Linked DNA regions of Sus scrofa: region 1 is linked to region 2. Evidence: chromatin contacts called from public HiChIP or PLAC-seq data. All regions are on one chromosome and are shown on one strand. Each heading gives the region's core, a stretch centred on a gene start, on an enhancer-like site or on the middle of the called end of the contact. The rest is flanking DNA. Distances are from core to core; before and after follow the strand shown. Region 1 has its middle 16 kb from the start of TMEM92. Region 2 holds the start of SGCA (sarcoglycan alpha).

Region 1 (6,156 bases), core at 851-3,350, 130 kb after region 2:
GCTACAGATCTGGCGTTGCTGCAGCTGTAGTGTAGGTGGCAGATGCGGCTTGGATCTGATCCCTGGCCCCTGGCCTGGGAACATCCGTATGCTGTGGGAGTGCTCAGCAACAAAACAAAACAAAACCTTGGTCTCCTCAAAGAGATGAAGAGATATTTATTGAGGGCCAAGGGTTAGAAGCGATGGGAAGCAGGGATGGGGTGACAACGAAGGAGGCGCAGGAGGGGATCTTTGTGGTGATGGAACAGTTCTGCACGGTGATTATATGGTGAAACGCCACTCCTTGGATAGACACGAACCCAGCCAAAGCTCAGAATAGGACTTGCACCCACAACCCATGACTTAGAAGGGGACGTGAAGCCATTGTCTTTTTTTTTTTTTTTTTTTTAAATACTCCCATGATTCTTGGCGTTCCCATTGTGTCTCAGCAGTTAAGGACATGACATAGGGTCTGTGAGGCTGCGGGTTCGATCCCTGGCCTCACTCATGGGTTTAGGATCCAGCATTGCCAACAAGCTGTGGTGAAGGTCAGAGATGTGGCTCAGATCCTGCATTGCTGTGGCTGTGGTGTCGGCCAGCAGCTGCAGTTCTGATTCGACCCCTAGCCTGGGAACCTCCATATGCTGCAGGTGTGGCCCTAAAAGAAAAAAAGAAAATACTCCCATGATTCTTCTTTTTTTTTTCTTTTTAGGGCCGCAACGGTAGCATATGGACGTTCCCAGGCTAAGGGTCGAATTGGAGCTGCAGCTGCTGGCTGATACCACAGCCACAGCAATGCCAGGTCCAAGCTACATCTGTGAACTACACCACAGTTTGCAGCAACACTGGATCCTTAACCCACTGAGAAAGGCCAGGGGTAGAATCCACATACTTCATGGACAGTATGTCAGGGTCTTAACCTGCTGAGCCACAACAGGAAATCTTTTTATTTTTTGTCTTTTTGCCTTTTCTAGGGCCACTCCCTCGGCATATGGAGGTTCCCAGGCCAGGGGTCTAAACAGAGCTGTAGCTACCAGCCTACGCCACAGCCACAGCAACACAGGATCCAAGCCGTGTCTGCAACCTACACCACAGCTCACGGCAATGCTGGATCCTTAACCCACTGAGCAAGGCCAGGGATCGAACCTGCAACCTCATGGTTCCTGGTTGGATTCGTTAACCACTGCGCCACGACAGGAACTCCACAACAGGAAATCTTTAATTATTACTACTATTATTATTATCATAGTTGATTTACAATATTCTGTCAATTTCTGCTCTACTGCAAAGCAACTCAATTGTGTATGTATACATATATATATATATATATATATATATATACACACACATATTCTTTTTCTCATATTATCTTCTATCATGTTCTTTTTTTTTTTTTTTTTGTCTTTGTGCCTAGGGCCACACCCGCGGCATATGGAGGTTCCCAGGCTAGGGGTCCAACCGGAGCTGTAGCCGCCAGCCTATGCCAGAACCACAGCAACGCGGGATCCACGCCGCATATTCGACCTACACCACAGCTCATGGCAACGCCGGATCCTTAACCCACTGAGCAAGGCCAGGGATCGAACCCGCAACCTCATGGTTCCTAGTCGGATTTGTTAACCACTGCGCCACGACAGGAACTCCCTCTTCTATCGTGTTCTATCACAAGTTCCAAGAAGTTCGAACTGTCTTTTAATTGAAAACTGCTCACCTGGTGTCAGGACTTTCTGAAGGTCAGGTTTTTTTGGGGTTTTTTTTGGTTGCACTCGTGGCATGCGGAAGTTCCTGGGGTCGGGGGTTGAACTCTTGCTACAGCCATGACCCGAGCCACTGCAGTGACAATGCCAGATCTTTAATCTGTTGGGCCACCAGGGAATTCCTTAGGTTCTTCCGTCTTTTTGCAGAAAGAATTCAGTGTAAAATAAAGCAGTAAAGAATGAGCTTGTTGACATAGGACTCTTGTGAGCGATACAAGTGGGCAGGCAGGGGGGAGCACAGCCTTGAGAACAAAGAGGGCTACATTTTTTATAACCAAAGAAAAAAATGGGGAAGGGAGAGGACCACCTTCTTCCTCATTTTGGGGTAGACATTAACACATCAAGGCTTGCATCTTTAGTTCCTCCTTTGAGCCTATATGGTCTAATTGGGATGGTCATGGGGTTATTTGAATCATATGTATTTTACAGCAGAAATTATCACAACCTTGTAAATTAACTATACCTCAATAAAACTTTTTAAAAAGGAGAAGAGGAGTTCCCGTCTTGGCTCAGCGGTTAAGGAATCCGACTAGGAACCATGAGGTGGCGGGTTCGATCCCTGGCCTTGCTCAGTGGGTTAAGGATCCGGCGTTGCCATGAGCTGTGGTGTGGGTCGCAGACGCGGCTTGGATCTGGTGTTGCTGTGGCCGCGGGAAGCGACCCTAGAAAAGGCAAAAAGAAAAAAAAGAGAGAGAGAGAAGAAAAGAGATGGTTCGAATATCAATTGGGTTGAATGCATCTATTCAATAAAGGAAGAATATATGTAAAAAAAATCGTGTATTTTTGCAAAAGGGCGGTGACATATTACTACAATATGATCATTCATCTCAAGCTTTGGTATAATGTCCCCTTTCCCCTAGTTTCTTTCCCTTTTCTCCTTCTCCTTCATCTTCTTCCTCTTCCTCCCCGACTCCTTCTTTCCTCCCTTTTAAGGCTATACCTGCGGCATATGGGCTTTCCCAGGCTAGGGGTCAAATCGGAGCTGCATCTGAGGGCTACGCCACAGCCACAACAGCAGCTGATCTGGGCCACATCTGCAACCTATGCCACAGCTTAAGGCAACACCAGATCATTAACCCACTGAGCAAGGCCAGGAATCAAACCCTCATCCTCACAGAGACAACATTGGGTCCTTAAGCTGCTGAGCCACAACAGGAACCCTTCACCTATATTCCTGTCTTGGCTACAGGCGGAAATGCTCCTCTTCAAGGACCATTAACTCCCTGACCTCATGAAACAAGACTCAGACCCCCTATGTATTGCCTTTGTGATTTTGTTTTGTTTTGTTTTTTTGGTTTTTTGGGGTGTTTTTTTTTGTCTTTTTGCCTTTTCTTGAGCTGCTCCCGTGGCATATGGAGGTTCCCAGGCTAGGGGTCTAAGCGGAGCTATAGCCACTGGCCTACACCAGAGCCACAGCAACTCAGGATCTGAGCCGCGTCTGCAACCCACACCATAGCTCACAGCAATGCCGGATCCTTAACCCACTGAGCAAGGCCAGGGATCGAACCCACAACCTCGTGGTTCCTAGTCAGATTCATTAACCACTGCGCCACGATGGAAACTCCCTGTCTTGGGTTTTAACTATCAGGACCTGTGGCTTGAGCATGCCTGGCACTTAAATGCATCTGGTCTTCCTTCAGGGTAGAGTAGACTGTTGATAGGTTACTAGAATCTTTTCTTGAGTGGTCATTAACTTAGGAACTCCCTTAAAATTCCCTTTCTGTCTTTAATCCCTTACTGGGATTTCTGAACTATTTATTTATCCTACTCTCTCCCTATGAGAGATGGTTACACGAATCCACACAGGCAATGAAATGACATAGAGCTATACACACACGTTGCACCAATGTCAGTTGCCTGATTTTCCTGATTTTGCGTAAGATGTAACCATTGGGAGAAAATGGGTCAAAAGAAGTTGGGCCCTCTTTGTACTATCTTTGCGGCTTTCTGTGAATCTATAGCGATTTCAAAAGAAAAAGATTTCACAAAATCAGGTTCCTGTCTCCAGGTTCAAGAGCTTTTTACATTGCTAAAGTTTATTAGGTCCAATTTAGTTTCGGTTTCATCCAGGGTCCAATGCAAAGCAGAGTTTACTGCTTTTTATAGTTTGCAATTTATTTAAACTGCAGTAATTTGGGAGTAGAGGGGGGCAATTTGTAGACACTCCACTGCAGTGATGAATGCAATGTTATATGGCTCTTCTCTTTCCTTTGCAACTGACCATGACTTTCTTGCAGCCAAGTGTGTGGCTCTTGCTCACATAGAGATGAAGAGACAAGAGGAAGAAGTCCTCAGCTGGGTTGCTTGTCATCTAGATGGACCTCTTTGGGGCAGGAATCTATGTGTGTGTGTGTGTATCACACATAGATGTAATATACGTATTGACATATATATGTGTGTGTGTATATATAATAAATATGTGCATATAAGATATAAATCTTATTTACAAAAACAGACAACTGGTTGGATTTGGCTCATGAGCCAAAGTTTACTGACTTCTGAACGAAAACAGTGGAATCAAGGAGTTCCCATTGTGGCTCAGCAGGAATGAACCCAACTAAGTATCCATGAGGATGCAGGTTTGATCCCTGGCCTTGCGTAGTGGGCTAAGTATCCAGCATTGCTGTTGGTGTAGCATAGGCCAGCTGCTGCAGCTCTGATTGGACCCCTAGCCTGGGAGCTTCCATATGCCACAAGTGCAGCCCTAAAAAAGTAAAACAGTGGAATCAAGATGGCAGAGGAATAGAATATGGAGCTCAAGTTCTCCCACAAATATAATTTTAAAAAACCAAAAAGTGGAGTTCCTGTCATGGCTCAGTGGAAATGAATCTGACTAGCATCCATGAGGAGGCAGGTTTGATCCCTGGCCTTGCTCAGTGGGTTAAGGATCCAGCATTGCCATGAGCTGTGGTGTAGGTCACAGATGCAGCTTGGATCTGGCATTGCTGTGGCTGTGGTGTAGGCTGGCAGCTGCAGCTCCAATTTGATCCCTAGCCTGGGAACTTCCATATGCTACAGGTGTGGCTCTAAAAAGAAAAAAAGAAAAACGATTAAAAAAAAAAAAAGAAGACATAGACTAGCTGACTAGATTTAAAAAACAAGAACCAAAGACCCATATATAAGACCAGACACTATAAAACTCTTAGAGGAAAACATGGGCCAAACACTCTCTGACATAAATGACAGCAATATCTTCTCAGATCCACCTCTCAGAGTAATGACGGTAAAAACAAAAATTAAAATTGGACCTAATTAAACTTAAAAGTTTCTGCACAGCAAAGGAAACCGTAAACAAAACGAAAAGACAACCCACAGAATGGGAGAACATATTTGCAAATGAAGCAACTGACAAGGAATTAATCTCCAAAATTTATAAACACCTTCTGCAGCTCAATACCAAAAAAACAACCCCATCAGAAGATCTAAACAGACAATTTTCCAAAGAAGACATACAGATGGCCAAAAAACACATGAAAAGACGTTCAACATCAATCATTATTAAAAGAAATGCAATATCAAAACCACTATGCGGTACCACCTTACACCAGCCAGCATGGCCAGCATCAAAAATTCTACAAACAGTAAATGCTGGAGAGGGTGTGGAGAAAAAGGAACCCTATTACACTTTTGGTGGGATTGTAAATTGGTGCAACCACTGTGGAAAACAGCATAGAGATTCCTCAGAAAACTAAAAAGAGAATTACAATTTGATCCAGCAATCCCACCCCTGGGCATCTATCCAGAGAAAATCATGACTGGAAAAGACACATGTACTCCAATGTTCATTGCAGCACTATTTTCAACAGCCAAGACATGGAAACAACCTAAATGTCCATCGACAGAGGAGTGGATCAAGAACATGTGGTACATACATGTGATGGAATATTACTCAGCCATTAAAAGGAACGGAATACTGGCATTTTTAACAACATGGATAGACCTAGAAATGATCATGCTAAATGAAGTCAGTCAGACAATGAGCCACCAACATCAAATGCTTTCACTGACATGTGGAATCTTAAAAAAGGACAGAATGAACTTCTTTGCAGAACAGATACTGCACAGACTTTGAAAAACTTATGGTCTCCAAAGGACACAGTTCGGGGGGTGGGGGGGCTGCACTGGGGGTGTGGGATGGAAATCCTATAAAATTGGATTGTGATGATCATTGTACAACTACAAATGTAATAAATTCACTGAATAATAAAAAAAAGAAAGAAAGAAGCCACAAAAAAACAAGAACCAACAATATGTTGCGTACAAAAGACCCACTTTAGGGCAAAGGATAAACATAGTTTGAAAGTGAGGGGATGTAAAAGGATATCTCATGCAAATGGAAATGACAAGGAAGCAGGAGTAGCACTTCTCATATCAGACAAAATAGACTTTAAAACAAAGGCCATAAAGAAAGATAAATAAG
Region 2 (6,118 bases), core at 55-2,554:
ACAGGGCTGGGTGAACAGGCACCCTCATGTACTATTCATGAAGCTGTCACTTCACCCTCTACACCTACCAGTTGCTGGGCCCTGGGCCAGCCCCAGGGATGCAAAGATTATAAGATCCCAATCTGTCTGCAACTCTGTGTGGTTGGGCTGTGCATGGGGCTGAGGGAGCCCCAGCTTGGCCTAGGGAAGGAGGGAGCACAGAAAAAGAGAGGATGCCCCTGCTGAGTCTTGAGAGGTGAGCAGAAGTTTGCTGGTTGGATGAGGGCAGGAAGGGAATTTGGGGCAGAGGGAATAGCATATGCAAAGGCATGTGGACTCAGGGGAGCTTATCAGGTTGTGGGGTGCCAGAGTGAGCTGGGCAGAAGCCTGGGGTAGTGTGTGTGTGTGTGTGTGTGTGTGTGTGTGTGTGTGTGTGTGTGTTGGGGGCGGGGTTAGAAAGAAGGGAAGGGGGAGTTCCCGTCATGGCTCAGTGGTTAATGAATCCGACTAGGAACCATGAGGTTGCGGGTTTGACCCCTGGCCTTGCTCAGTGGGTGAAGGATCCGGTGTTGCTGTGAGCTGTGGTGTAGGCCAGTGGCTACAGCTCCAATTCGACCCCTAGCCTGGGAACCTCCATATGCTGCGGGAAGCGGCCCTAGAAAAGGCAAAAAGACAAAAAAAAAAAAAAAAAAAAGAAAGAAAGAAAGAAGGGAAGGGGATTCTAGATAGGATGGCCAAGAACAGACAGGGCCTGAAAGCCACCAGCAGCTGGGAAACTCAGAGCAGTGGGAGCCCTTAGGGTTCTAAGGGGGGGATCAAGGCCATCAGGTTGGAGGTTTAGAAAATATACTCTGGCCCCGAGGAGGGGAGGATTGGAGGGACCTTGTCTTTTTTTGTTTGTTTGTTTTTTGTTTTGTCTTTTTGCCTCTTCTAGGGCCGCTCCCTCGGCATATGGAGGTTCCAGGCTAGAGGTCGAATTGGAGCTGTAGCTGCCGGCCTACACCACAGCCACAGCAACTCCAAATCCAAGCCGCGTCTGTGACCCACACCACAGCTCACGGCAACGGCGGGTCCTCAACCCACTGAGCGAGGCCAGGGATCGAATCCGCAACCTCATGGTTCCTAGTCGGATTCGTTAACCACTGAGCCACGACGGGAGCTCCTTGTCATGTGAGGAGGTGTCTGCCTTAGATTTAGTGCCTACTCTGGGAAGGGGTGGGGAGGGCCCCACGGGCTGAAGCCGGGCCCAGCTGCTCTGGGCCACTTTCCCGTTCCTCCCTCCGCCCTCCTCCCTGCTCCTGTCTCTGTCACTCACAGGGCAGGGCCAGCCTGGGGCGGCCATGGCAGCAACGCTGATCTGGATTTCTCTCCTCGTGGGCAAGTTGGGGGCTTCTTCAGGGGAGAGGCCCAGGTTGAGGGGGTGAGAGGTTCCTCAGGGGAGGGCTTGGGGGTCAGGGCAAGGCAGGAGCAGAAGGACTCTGGGGTGTGAATGCCACAGCTGGTGGGGGCTCCAGGGAACGGGGAGCTGGGACCTGGGAGGGGTGGGGTGTCCTGGGCCAGGCCGGGCCTAACCACACAGGTCCAGAGTGTCGTGGGCCCTTTAATGCGCTGGCTGGGCTGGCTTCTTTCTGAGTCCAGGCTAAATCTGGCTCTGGGAGGGTGCGGGGGCCGCTGGGGCAGGTCCTCTCCCTGGGGCTCGGGATCCTCTTCGCTCAGCTCTTAGTGGCCTCCAGTGGAGGCCCTGTTCCCCCCGGCTATTAAAGGAGGGGGGTGGGAACCCCAGAATGGCCACCTGCCTCCTCCAAGGGGTTCTTCCCTCTCTTCCTCCCACCCCTCCAGGCGCCCAGACAGTCAGCTTGGCATTCTTTTCCAAGTGCTTTTTTTTCCTAATTTTTTTTTTTAAATTATTTTTTTTAGGGCTGCACCCACAGCATATGGAGGTTCCCAGGCTAGGGGTCGAATCGGAGCTACAGCTGCCGCTTACACCACAGCTCATGGCAACGCCGGATCCTTAACCCACTGAGCGAGGCCGGGGATCAAAGCGGCATCTTCATGGATACTAGTCAAATTCGTTTCCACTGAGCCAGGAACTCCTCCAAGTGCTCTTAACATGCACGCATGTGTAGACACACACACACACATGCACACGCACACACACACCCCTCCCAGCCAGCCACTGTGACTCCCAATGGGAGCCTAACATGAAGAGTGAGGGGGCTTCCATGAATCCAAACCAAACTAAAGCCTGGGTTTCTTCGCTGGTTAAAGTGTGTGGCTCGGCCAGGGCCCCACCCCATCCTTCCTGGGAGCCAGCAAAGCTGTCCCCCTCCTCGCACACGTCTCTCTGGTCCCTTAGGGCCACCAGGGACTGGGTGAAAAGGGGAAGCTTATTCCTTGGCCAGGACTGAGGCTGGTCTGTGTGTTTGGGGGTGTGGGTCCCCACAGGTCTCCTGGCAGGGCTGGGGGGCACCGAGATCCAGCAGACCACCCTGCACCCACTCGTGGGCCGCGTGTTTGTATACACCCTGGACCATGATGCTTTCCTGCAGCTTCCTGAGCACGTTGGTAAGAGGGGCCTGGGGGCGCACTGGGTGGGCTGGTGGGGGGTGCAGGTGAAGGCTTCCGAAAGCTTCCTGTCGTGTCTCCAAGCCCCTCTCCTCCCTTCCACCAGCTGTCCCTGTCACCTACCACGCCCACCTCCAGGGACACCCAGACCTGCCCCGGTGGCTCCGCTACACCCAGCGCAGCCCCCACCACCCTGGCTTCCTCTATGGCACTGCCACCCCAGAGGATCGCGGACACCAGGTCATTGAGGTATCAGCAGGGGCCCCAGGGAGTGGCCGGCAGCAGGAAGCTGCGTACCCTCATTTACATAAATCCCATGCCTGTAACTGGGTGCTCAGCCCTCTCTCTCCCCATCCTCCAGGTCACAGCCTACAACCGGGACAGTTTTGACACCACCCGGCAGAGGCTGGTGCTGTTGATTGCAGACCCAGAAGGTACCACCAGCCTCACCCCTACCCTACCAATGCCAGTCTTGGGGACTCTCCCTTGGAAGAGGGGATACCTGGGAGTAGTAGGGAGCTGGGCATCCTGCTGAGACTGCAGCTGTAGTCTTCGCTGCTCTGCTGATACACTAAGAGGAGGCTTTGGGCAAGTCGTTGGGGCGTGGGTGTGGGGCAAGGGTGGAGGAAGGGTCTGCTATGTGGGGTATTAAGAAGAAGGAAGGGAGCTGAGATCTGGGGAGATGCTTGGGTGGGAGGAGCTTGGGTGGGGGGAACTTGGGTGCGGGGAGCATGGATGGTGGAGCTTGGGTGGGGGGAGCTTGGGTGGGGGGATGCTTGGGAATGATCCAGGCAGGGCTGGGGGCTGGGCACAGCCTGAGGTGCCCACCTGGCCCTCCCAGGCCCCCTGCTCCCATACCAGGCTGAGTTCCTGGTGCGCAGCCATGACGTGGAGGAGGTGCTGCCCTCGACACCTGCCAGCCTTTTCCTCACAGCCCTCGGGGGGCTCTGGGAGCCGGGGGATCTCCAGCTGATCAATATCACTTCTGCCTTGGACCGAGGGGGCCGAGTCCCCCTGCCTATTGAAGGTCGAAAGGAAGGGTAGGCATGCGACCAGGGAGGGCTTCCTGGAGGAGGAGGGGGCAGGTGGCCTTCTGCCTGGGTGATAGGCGAAATGTGGGTCTCTCTAATTTCTGGGTGGGGCTTTACCCATCTCTTTGCACCCTCACCGTGCCCATCTTTACCTGATGTGACAGTGACAGTGTCACATCACTGTCCACCGCCTTCTGGTTGCCGGCTCTGCTCCTTCTTGCCCTTCCTGGACCCAAATCCTAGTCACCCTGAATTCTGTACTTCCTGGTGCCCATAAGGACATGAAAGATCCACCCATCAATGGTCACCCCCAGAAACCTGGGGTGCCTTGTGTACTCTCACCATAACCCCAGATCTCAGGGTGGCCATGACCCCAAATCCTAGTACTTACTGATAGTTTGCTGATGGTGGCTTCTGTCTGTGCCCAGCGTATACATCAAGGTGGGTTCTGCCTCACCCTTCTCCACCTGCCTGAAGATGGTGGCATCCCCCGACAGCCAGGCTCGCTGTGCTCAGGGCCAGCCTCCACTGCTGTCCTGCTATGACACCTTGGCACCTCACTTCCGAGTTGACTGGTGCAATGTGTCCTTGGTGAGGAGGGGCCGGGGGCAGGGTGGGGGAGGGGCAAAGCCCCCGTCATGGTCTCCTTCATCCCCCATCTTCCCATCCCATCTCTCCCTGTTTCTCCAGTTATCTGTACACACAAACACCCACCCACCCACACCCACACCCACACCGCCCCCACCCACATGCACGCACTGAAGTTCTACCTTCTGCCACAAGAGGGCAACAGAGTCCATAATCCAGACAAGGAATCTCCACTCCGAGTCCCTGCTCTGCCCAACCCAACAGCTACAACAATCACTCTGGCAAGGGGGTTCCAAACCCCCTTCTTCACCGAGGGCCTCCATGTGACAGCTCTGTTTTCCACTAAGGTGTCACTTAGCAAATCGGCCTGCAGTGAGGAACAGATAGCTCTCACTCCTGTATTATAAACCAAAGACGCTCCCTACTGCTCTGTGGGATATTGAGCAGAGGTGTCTAGGGTTCCTCGAGATCCTCTTCCCAGGGCTGGGACCCCTTCCTGTGACTTGACCGACAGCACAGCCAGGAACTGGTAATCAACATTCTTGAGCACTTGCTATGGGCCAGGTTCTATACAATCAACATGTTTAGCCTCAAAATCACCCAGGAGACAGGTACTGCTAGTAACATCTCAACTTTACAGTGAGGAAACAGAGGCACCTAGAGGTAAGTCATTGCAGCACAGCATTTGTCCCAAACAGGATTCAAACTCAGGAAGTCAGACCAGAGAGCCAAGCTCTAACCATTGGACAGTCCTGCCTCTCTCAGAATTTCTTTCCTGACTCCTAGTCCAGTGCACGTCCTGGTCCATCCCATGAGCAGGCAGGAGGCATCCCCGTGGTTGCACAGAGGACAGTGGCCTCAGAGTTCCTGCCCGGGTGCCCTGGGGGGGGCGGTCTATGTCTAGCCATCTGCTCCTGAGTCAGCCTGGGCTCTCTGAGCAGGTGGACAAGTCAGTGCCAGAGCCCGCAGATGAGGTGCCTACTCCGGGCGATGGGATCCTGGAACACGACCCATTTTTCTGCCCACCCACCGAGGCCACAGCCCGAGACTTCTTGACGGATGCCTTGGTCACCCTCCTGGTGCCCCTGCTGGTGGCCCTGCTGCTCACCCTGCTGCTGGCCTACGTCATGTGCTGCCGGCGGGAGGGACGGTGAGTGTGGGGCGCGGAGGGCAGGGAGGGCACTGGGGCTGGTGCTCACATCCATGGGACCCCCTGTGGCACTTGTGCTTTGTGGGGACCCCCACCCTTCAGGGAGCGGAGTCCTTGGCCAGGGAAGGAGTTGGGGGGGAGGGGGGCCTGGCCTGGCCTGGCCTGGCCCCAGGAGGGGGTTATGGATAATAGTTAATCACCTCCTTTGCTTTTCCACAGGCTGAAGAGAGACTTGGCTACCTCTGAGTGAGTAGGGGAAATCTGGGGGCCAGAAGGATGCTCCCTTGGACTATAAAGCTTGACCCCCCCCAACCTCCAAGGGTAGCATAGACCCAACTAGATTCCTCTGGAAGCATGGGCTACCCTTGGCCTGTGAGCTCCAGTCCTGGGCTGGCTGGGTGCTGGTCCTGTCCTGTCCTGGCTTCGCTTTCTCATTTTCTGATCTCCATGAAAGCGTTTAATGCGGGACAGGAGTGGGGACCTAGCCAGACTTCAGGGATCTTCTGCCACCCTGGTGGAAAGGGTTTGAGAAGCAACTTAACACACACACACACAACCACACTTTGCTGTTGAGTCTGACCCTTGGGTTCCAGGCTGCATTCTGCCACATAATTCCTGTGATCCTCTCTGGCCTCAGTTTCTTCACCTGCAAGAGGATGTGGCTGGAGTTCCCATTGTGGCTCAGTGGTTAACGAATCCAACTAGGAATCATGGGGTTGCGGGTTCCATCCCTGGCCTTGCTCAGTAGGTTAAGGATCTGGTGTTGCCATGAGCTGTGGTGTAGGTCGCAGATGCGGCTGGGATC

The links. HiChIP or PLAC-seq counts read pairs in DNA pulled down with a chosen protein or histone mark.
Region 1: an H3K27ac HiChIP or PLAC-seq map of alveolar macrophages shows a contact between it and region 2. The contact joins the enhancer-like site here to the promoter of SGCA in region 2. A contact is called at or near these places in 5 of 47 Hi-C or Micro-C datasets (alveolar macrophages, embryonic fibroblasts, epiblast stem cells and 2 more) and 1 of 2 datasets of contacts at active chromatin or transcription factors (alveolar macrophages).

The regions. Positions count from the first base shown.
Region 1 is chr12:26,479,706-26,485,861 of Sscrofa11.1, forward strand. No RefSeq gene overlaps it. Among named protein-coding and RNA genes, the nearest start is that of TMEM92, 16 kb to the left of the region's middle. Within about 2 kb of position 2,101, at least 1 of the 83 cell types and tissues checked has an H3K27ac peak or open chromatin away from gene starts, as enhancers often do. A contact at or near this core is called in alveolar macrophages, where this site is marked.
Region 2 is chr12:26,355,490-26,361,607 of Sscrofa11.1, forward strand. It overlaps SGCA (sarcoglycan alpha), which reads left to right and starts at 1,305. Exons shown (of 10, transcript NM_001144122.1): 1 at 1,305-1,356; 2 at 2,425-2,544; 3 at 2,651-2,793; 4 at 2,906-2,978; 5 at 3,386-3,584; 6 at 4,004-4,166; 7 at 5,105-5,313; 8 at 5,533-5,559. The coding sequence starts at 1,320.